Regions from separate parts of the Ovis aries genome. Here regions 1 and 3 are each linked to region 2. A link is a contact called in public Hi-C data. All regions are on one chromosome and are shown on one strand. The core of a region is the stretch at or near the end of the contact, and the rest is flanking DNA. Distances in the headings are between cores, read along the strand shown. Region 1 has its middle 25 kb from the start of GRM4. Region 2 holds the start of RPS10 (ribosomal protein S10). Region 3 holds the start of LOC101119680 (small ribosomal subunit protein mS33-like).

What was found. Hi-C and Micro-C count contacts between places; a contact is called where the count stands out from the background.
Region 1: a Hi-C map of tail adipose tissue shows a contact between it and region 2, with 7 times the contacts expected there. The contact joins the enhancer-like site here to the promoter of RPS10 in region 2. A contact is called at or near these places in 12 of 16 Hi-C or Micro-C datasets (blood, hypothalamus, liver and 6 more).
Region 3: a Hi-C map of tail adipose tissue shows a contact between it and region 2, with 4 times the contacts expected there. The contact joins the promoter of LOC101119680 here to the promoter of RPS10 in region 2. A contact is called at or near these places in 11 of 16 Hi-C or Micro-C datasets (blood, hypothalamus, liver and 5 more).

Annotation. Positions count from the first base shown.
Region 1 is chr20:8,427,063-8,429,762 of ARS-UI_Ramb_v3.0, reverse strand. No RefSeq gene overlaps it. Among named protein-coding and RNA genes, the nearest start is that of GRM4, 25 kb to the right of the region's middle. Within about 2 kb of position 1,407, at least 6 of the 54 cell types and tissues checked have an H3K27ac peak or open chromatin away from gene starts, as enhancers often do. A contact at or near this core is called in liver, where this site is marked.
Region 2 is chr20:8,629,352-8,632,051 of ARS-UI_Ramb_v3.0, reverse strand. It overlaps RPS10 (ribosomal protein S10), which reads left to right and starts at 1,445. Exons shown (of 5, transcript XM_060403583.1): 1 at 1,445-1,485; 2 at 2,633-2,700. The coding sequence starts at 2,633.
Region 3 is chr20:8,477,525-8,480,224 of ARS-UI_Ramb_v3.0, reverse strand. It overlaps LOC101119680 (small ribosomal subunit protein mS33-like), which reads left to right and starts at 1,359. Exons shown (of 1, transcript XM_042237488.2): 1 at 1,359-2,700. The coding sequence starts at 1,462. The coding sequence ends at 1,782. It overlaps SMIM29 (small integral membrane protein 29), which reads left to right and starts at 1,359. Exons shown (of 5, transcript XM_060403585.1): 1 at 1,359-2,700.

The DNA of each region.
Region 1 (2,700 bases), core at 158-2,657, 200 kb after region 2:
TACCACCCCACCCTCAGCACACCCTCCTTGCTACCAACTCTGTATGTGTCCCCATGCGGCTCTTACCTCGATGACAGGTGTATCTGTGTCGTGACTTCTTTGCTGTCTTTCCCCCAGTAACCTGTCTGCTCTGTGTGGTGGTCGCTGCTCTGCTCGCGCTTTGCACCCCAGCTCCCAGCAGAGTACCCGGCACCTACTAGGTCCACAGTACGTATCTGTTGAATAAGTGCAGGTGAAAAACTTGGCACACAGTATGCACTCACTAAAGGAGCTGTCATCACTGTTATCTGCAGCATGTTCATAGTCTGAAATGTAAGGAACATTGGAATGCCTCCACATTTAAATCGGCAAAATGCTGCCTAAATTTTGAAGCATGAATTTTTATCTTTCCCAAAGATCATTCCTGAAGGTTGGCAGTCCCATCTCATTCATCTCTGGGGTCCCTTGAACCCCAGTAGAGGACCTGGCACAAAACAGGGGCCAGTAAATATTCAATAACCAGAGTTTACTGAGCATGTACCCATCAGGAGTACATGGTTCCTCCAGGGTGTGTATGAGCACATTCATTTTACAGATGAGGAAAGTGAAATCCAGAAAGACTTGATGACTTGCCCAAGATAGATCACAGAACCAGTCAGTGCAGACAGCTTTTTAGTTTTTTTTGGTCTGCCCCAGGGCATGGCATGTTACTGAGGATATCCCTCTTGGGATTTCAGTTCCCAAATCAGAGATAGAACCCAAGTCCCCTGCATTGAAATTGGGGAGTCTTAAACACTGGACCACCAGGGAAGCCCTCAGATGAGCTTTAATCCAGGTCTGCAGGGGTTCCAAAGCCCCTCAGATCTTTCCAGGACTCCAAGCTGCTCCCCTACATTGGGTGTTGGGGAGATGACTCCAGTTCAGGGTGGGACTGAGTGAGGGTGGGGAGGCTGTCCTTGGGCCCGTTTCCTTAGGCTGGGGGAACCTGGGCTTCGGGTTAGGCACGTGTCAGGCTCCTAGACTGATGCAGCGTGGTCAGCACCTGTGCACTTGCATGGGGTTGAAGCGCCCAGGTGTGGAGGGGAGGCCTGGGGTTGGGGGTGGCAGCCATGAGTTCCAGGGCAGGCAAGCTCCCACCACCAAGAGCCGTTCAGCCTGCAAGGCAGGGAATGTCTCCAAGCTGTGAATGCCTGGTGAGGAGAGCATCCTCATGGGGATGAGAACCAGTGACTCGGGCTGGCCCAGGGCTGGGCCCCGGCAAGCTGGGCACAGGAGGTGCTCTGCCGAAGGCAACGTTTTCTATTCCTCCTTCAAGTTCTCTTCCCAGCCACTCCCTCTTACAATCCAGGAGGAGCACGGTTCACTGCGGGGGGCCTTGCAGGGAGGGGGCGCTGCACACCCGACAGGGCACCTCCAGGACCCGGATGATGCTACCGCGGTCCAGCCTCCAGGTCGCGCTGGAGGCAAGCGCTCCCGAGGCTCCTTGCAGAAGGATGTCCCGGCGGCCACACCGCTGCGCTGATCGCTCCCCGGGCAGCCGCCCTGTGAACGAGGCCCCCGCGCAGGCAGAGGCCTGAGCGGGGACGGGCCTGCGGCCGCGGGCGGCTGGAGAGAGGAGGACGGATCGGGGACCCGGGTGGTCTGGGTCTGGGTGTCTCGGGCGATGTCCCGGCGCCGCCACGTGGCTGTGCCTGGCCTTGCCGCGCCTGCTCCGAATGGGGCGGCCAGCGAAGGCCCAGGGGCTTGTGCCTGGGCCAGTTTGGACCCTTGGGCTGTGACGGTGCGACTAACCTCCCGCCCCTGTACCTGTCTTTGGAGGGAAAACCAAGGCTTGAGGGATCCTGAGGCCTAGGGCAGCGGGAAAGGCGGGGAAGGACGTGCCGAGAGGGGCCAGTCCAGGGAGGTGGGGATGAGGGTGGGGACCTTTCCCGAAGCTCAGGAGGAGAAAACCCCTCCAGTCTCCACACCGCGGCTTTCTTTACGCCGCCTTTCCAGATGTTCACCCGTGGTCAGAAGTGCCGATAGCATCATCCCCTCTCTCCTGATTATTGAGGACAGATGACGCCAGCTGACGGTCGGGGGGAACCTGGAACCTGAGTGCCCGTCGCAGAGAGGAGCTTCTCGGGCCAGACCTGCTCATCCTGGGGCCTCTGGCTTCCCCGCAGCTCACCCGTGAGCCGTGCAGTGTCTGTCTTTCGCCTTGAGACCCCTCCGGCCGGCAACCAAGTGCAGCAGACAGGGGCATGGGGAACTCTGGGCCCCTCGGGATTCCCCAGGAGGCCCCAGGAGCCTCACCAGCAGTGTCCAAGGCCCCGCTGGTCCCTGTTGGAGGGAGAGGACTGTCTGGGCATGGCCCTGAGAGGGGTCACACAGCCAAGAGGTGGCAGAACTATCGCTGGAACACAGGTCTTCTGGATCTGAATACCACATCCCCAGATCCACCCTGGGTGATGGGAGGGGCGGCCATGGGGGATGTGGCTCCAATAAGAATATGTGGAGGGCAGGGAGGGGGGAGGTGGCAAGGAGTAGGTCTCTCAGCAGGAACCCAGGAGCAGGTGACCTCCAGGGATCCAGGCTGTGCCAGCAAGGCCTATGGGCAGGTGGGGGCGGGGCGTGGGGGTGGCGGCGGCCACGGGACACTTCGCTGGGGAGGGGTGGGGAGGGGTGCATCAGGGAGAGGGAGGTCCAGGCAGGGATGCAGACAGTCACCTCCCAGCACTG
Region 2 (2,700 bases), core at 196-2,695:
TTAACTCCAGACTCCTAATTTATCCCTGCCTGCCCTCACTTGTCCTGCCTCTTTTAGTCTCTGGACTACATGGTGAATGCTTTTTGTCTTTGTTCTTATTTTACTTCTGTCTTCTATTTCATGATTTTTCTATTCTAGTGTATCAAATCTGTTGTTTATTTTTTAAAATTAACTTTCAAATCTCAATCATTTTAGTTTTTATTGCTAGGAATTCTACGGTATTCTTTTCCAAATCTGCTTGACCAGTCCCTAGATTATGTTGTTCTTTGTCCAAATGTTCAAGATATTAAACAAAAAAATCTGTATACATGAATCTTATTTTTTTTTAAATTGTGATAAAATATACATAACATTGGAAAAGGAAATGACAACCCTTTCCAGTATTCTTGCCTGGGAAATCCCATGGGCAGAGGAGCCTGGCAGGCTAGAGTCCATGGGGTCGCAAATAGCTGGACTCTACTGAACTAGGCAACTAACACTTTTCTTTCACTTTTCTTTCACCAAAACGTTAATAGCGACTCACTGGTTGATGGAATTTTATTCTTTCATTATTGGTATGCGCTAACATTGTAACTCAACAATTACACCGCCAGGGCTTTGTCCTAAAGAGACGGTGACAAGTGTGCAGATAAGTGTGTGGCACCATTGGTTATAACACTGAAGGATTAATATATATACATATATATATCCCATCACAGAGTGTTGATTAAACCATCCATTAGTGGACTACCACCTAGTCATTAAAACTGTAGGTATTAATTACCTTGAAGAGAGATTCATGATATAGCTGTAAACGAAAAAAGCAAAAACAAAACAGGTTTCCACATATCATACCACAACATACGTACAAATCATCCCATTTTTATCAAAAAATACATTTCCTTTGACCCACGTTTGATCCCTGGGTCCGGAAAATGCCCTGGAGAAGGGAAGGACAACCCGCTCCAGCGTTCTTGCCTGGAGAGTCCCATGGACAGAGGAGGGGTCGCAAATAGCCAGACTCGACTGAGCTAGGCAACTCTAACACTTTTCTCTCAGTTTATACCAAAACGTTAACAGCGACTCATCGGTTGACGGAATTTTATTCTTCCATTATTGGTACTGCCGTCACTGTTATTTTGTAGGCAGAAGGTATCTCCTTTTCCCTGCTCAAAGAGCATATATTCCTTACATAATAATAAATTAAATTAACCGGCGGGAAACGGAGAAAATAAAGACGTAGCGTGTTTCTAAAGGACCCGACCAGGCACGAAGCTGATCATTTCTTGATAAGCACGCGGGCTCCCACTCCCGCGCTGCCTCAGGCCGGCCGGGGTTCGCGGCCGCAGGGGCCGCCGGGGCCGCCAGTCTCTCAGGCACCGCCGAGGCCGCCTCAGGCAGCTCGTGGGTCCTGACAAGGGGCGGGGCCCGGCAGCCCGGAAGAGGCCCCGCGCCGCGCACGCCCCTTCCTTTCCAGCGCCGGCCCCGGACACAGCAACCGTCGCGGTGAGTCCCTCCGGCGCCGCGGTGCCATCGGCCCCCATCCTGGCCCTGTCTCCGCCGCCGCCGTCGTGCCTCGCCGGGTTTAGGGTGGCGGGGGCCCTCTCCCGCTCCCCGCACGTCCATTTCCGAGCAGGCAGCGCCCAGAAGCTCATTTCTTGCGGGGGGGGGGGAAGTAGTGGGGCCCTGGCAGGCGAAGATTGGTGTCCGGATGGAGGAGGGGAAGATGAAGCCCTAGCGTGGCGGGGACCGTCCGGGCGAGACGGGAGACTGCGTGTCTTCCGCACGCTTTTTTCTTTTTTTCGGGGTAGAACCCTCACTCCGGGCTGCCTCCCTGCTCGGCCATGGATCTCAGGTTTAGGAGTAGAGGGGTGGGCTGTGAGGGCCTCAGCCTTTTGCTTTGGGGGTCAGAGGCCCGTCACGGATCGACAGGCTTTCTTCTGGCCCCTTCTCGCTCGCCAGAAGGCACCGCCGCGCGTGCCGCATTAGGTACAGTTGCTGATGCGCCCCAAACACTCCCAAGGGTGTAGGGCCTGAGGGGCTTCCCTGACAGCTTAGTTGGTAAAGAATCCGCCTGCAATGCAGGAGACCCCGGTTCGATGCCAGGGTCGGGAAGATACGCTGGAGAAGGGATAGGTTACCCACTCCAGTATTCTTGGGCTTCCCTGGTGGCTCAGCTGGCAAAGGTTCCGCCTGCAATGCAGGAGACCTGGGTTGGGAAGATCCCCTGGAGAAGGGAAAGGCTACCGACTCCAGTATTTGGCCTGCAGAATTCCATGGACTCTGAAAGAGTCAGACAGGACTGAGTGACTTTCACTATAAGGGTCTGACTCCCGCCCCGTTTATACTGCGTTGTGAGAGTGAAAATCAGGGGCAGGAATGTCCCCCTAGCCCCACCCTCGTTTTATCTTAAAGTCCTGACAACTTCTTAATCCTGTTTTTGAGGGTGGAGGAGGGAACTAGTAACTGTTGGGCTTAAATGTGCAGGAGTTTAAATTCCTGTTTTCCTGCATGTTTTTTGGAATGTTTGAGACTTCTACCCGTTGGATAGTGACTCGTGTGTGTGCGTTCAGTCTTTGGGGGTGATGAACTGGGTTATGGCCTCTGGCCACAGTGCTCAGAAGTATTCTTGCTTATTTCTTTCTTCTTGCAGATGTTGATGCCCAAGAAGAACCGGATTGCCATTTATGAACTCCTTTTTAAGGAGGGGGTGATGGTGGC
Region 3 (2,700 bases), core at 110-2,609, 150 kb after region 2:
TAGTTCATCAGGCACTCTGTCTATCAGATCTAGCCCCTTAAACCTATTTCTCACTTCCACTGTATAATCATAAGTGATTTGATTTAGATCATACCTGAATGGTCTAGTGATTTTCCCTACTGTCTTCAATTTAAGTCTGAATTTGGCAATAAGGAGCTCATGATCTGAGCCACAGTCATGTCCCGGTCTAGTTTTTGCTGACTGTATAGGACATTCTTTCCGTTATTGAAATTAAGGTACTGAAGTCTCCAACTGTTAGTGTAGAGCTGTCTGTTTCTCCCTTCAGTTCTGTCAATGTTTGCTTCATTTATCTTGGGACTCTGTTGTTGGTGTATGCGTGCATGCTAAGTTGCCTCAGTCGTGTCTGACTCTCTCCAAACCTGTGGACTATAGCCCACCAGGCTCCTCTGTCCATGGGATTCTCCAGGCAAGAATGCTGGAGTGGGTTGCCATGCCCTCCTCCAGGAGATCTTCCTGACACAGGAATCGAACCCGTGTCTCTTATGTCTCCTGCACTGGCAGGCACGTTCTTTACCACTGGTGTCACCTGGGGAGCCCTGTTCACTGCATACATAACTGTTAAAGCTTCTTCATAGATTGACCTTGGTATCAATATAAAATGTCCTCCTTTGTCTCTAGTAACAGTTTTTGATGTAAAATCTATTTTGTGATATGAGTATAGCTACCCTAGGTCTCTTTTGATTATTCTTTACATAGAATATCTTTCCATTCTTTCACTTTCAACTTATTTGTGTCTCTGGGTCTAAAGTAAGTCTCTTGACAGCAGCATATACTTGGATCCTTCCCCACCTCTTTTCATTCCAATCCCAAAGAAAGGCAATGCCAAAGAATGTTCAAACTACCGCACAATTGTACTCATTTCACATGCTAGCAAATTAATGCTCAAAATTCTCCAAACCAGGCTTCAACAGTACATGAACTGAGAAATTCCAGATGTTCAAGCTGGATTTAGAAAAGGCAGAGGAACCAGAGATCAAATTGCCACCATCTGTTGGATCATAGAAAAAGCAAGAGAATTCCAGAAAAAACATCTTTTGCTTCATTGACTGCACCAAAGCCTTTGACTATGTGGATCACAACAAACTGGGAAATCCTTCAAGAGATGGAGCATACCAGACCACCTGACCTGCATCCTGAGAAATCTGTATGCAGGGCAAGAAGCAACAGTTAGAACTGGATATGGGACAATAAGTTGATTCCAAATAGGGAAAGGAGTACTTCAAGGCTGTATATTGTCACCCTGCTTATATAACTTACCTGCAGAGTACATCATGCGAAATGCCAGATTGGATGAAACACAAGTTGGAATCAAGATTGCAGGGAGGGGAAAAGGGCTCACAGGAGAGAAGGTCACAAGTAGATACAGTTGAAAGTTTCCGTAAAGGGACACATGAGGATCCTGAAAAGTCCTAAGGCCTCTTATTCCTTGCTGCTCAAGAAATGTCTTCACTTTCAGAATATGCCTTGCGCGTGAATCGTCTGAGTGCCCGGCTATTTGGTGAGGTTGCCAGGCCTGCTGATTCCAAATCCATGAAAGTGGTGAAGCTGTTCAGTGAGCAGCCTTTGGCCAAGAGGAAGGAGACTTATGACTGGTATCCAAATCACAACACTTACTTTGCACTCATGGGGATGCTACGTTTTCTTGGCCTCTACAGAGACGAACATCAGGACTTCAAGGATGAGCAGCTGCGTCTAAAGAAACTTCGTGGAAAGGAGAAGCCAAGGAAAGGAGAAGGGAAAAGAGCAGCGAAAAAGAAATAGTGCTGGTCCATCAGGGGAGGACTTCTCTCTCAGCAGCTGAAAGTAGGAGGAAGTGTATTTACAGTCTGTCCACATCCTGGAGGAGTGTCAGCTTCCCAGGTTGAAGACTGTTTGGAGGAACACCATCATCTCTGCGTTGAAATCTAACCCAGTTGAATTGTGACTGGTTTCATTGTAATTCTGCAAAATTATCTGCCTTGGTTCTGTAATCTGAGGTTTACCTTATTCCCCAAAGAAATGGAATGCATGACAAAAAAAAAAAAAAGATTGCAGGGAGAAATATCAATTACCTCAGATATGCGAATGACAACACCCTTATGGCAGAAAGTGAAGAGGAACTAAAGAGCCTCTTGACGAAAGTGAGAGAGTGAAAAATTTGGCTTAAAGCTCAACATTCAGAAAACTAAGATCATGGCATCAGGTCCATTCCTTCATGGCAAATAGATGGGGAAACAATGGAAACAGTGACAGGCTTTATCTTCTTGGGCTCCAGAATCACTGTAGATGGTGACTGCAGCCATGATATTAAAAGACGCTTGCTCCTTGGAAGAAAAGTTATGACCAACCTAGACAGCTTATGAAAAAAGCAGAGACGTTACTCTGCTGACCATGTTTCATATAGTCAAAGCGATGTTTTTTCCCAGTAGTATGTATGGATGTGAGATTGGGACCATGAGGAAAGCTGAGCACCAAAGAACTGATACTTTTGAACTGTGGTGTTGAAGAAGACTCTTGAGAGTCCCTTGGACTGCGAGGAGATCCAACCAGTCCATCCTACAGGAACTCAATCCTGAATAGTCATTGGAAGGACTGATGCTGAAGCTGAAGCTCCAATACTTTGGCCACCTGATGCCACAGACTTATTGGGAAAGACCCTGATGCTGGGATAGATTGAGAAGGCAGGAGGAGAAAGGGACG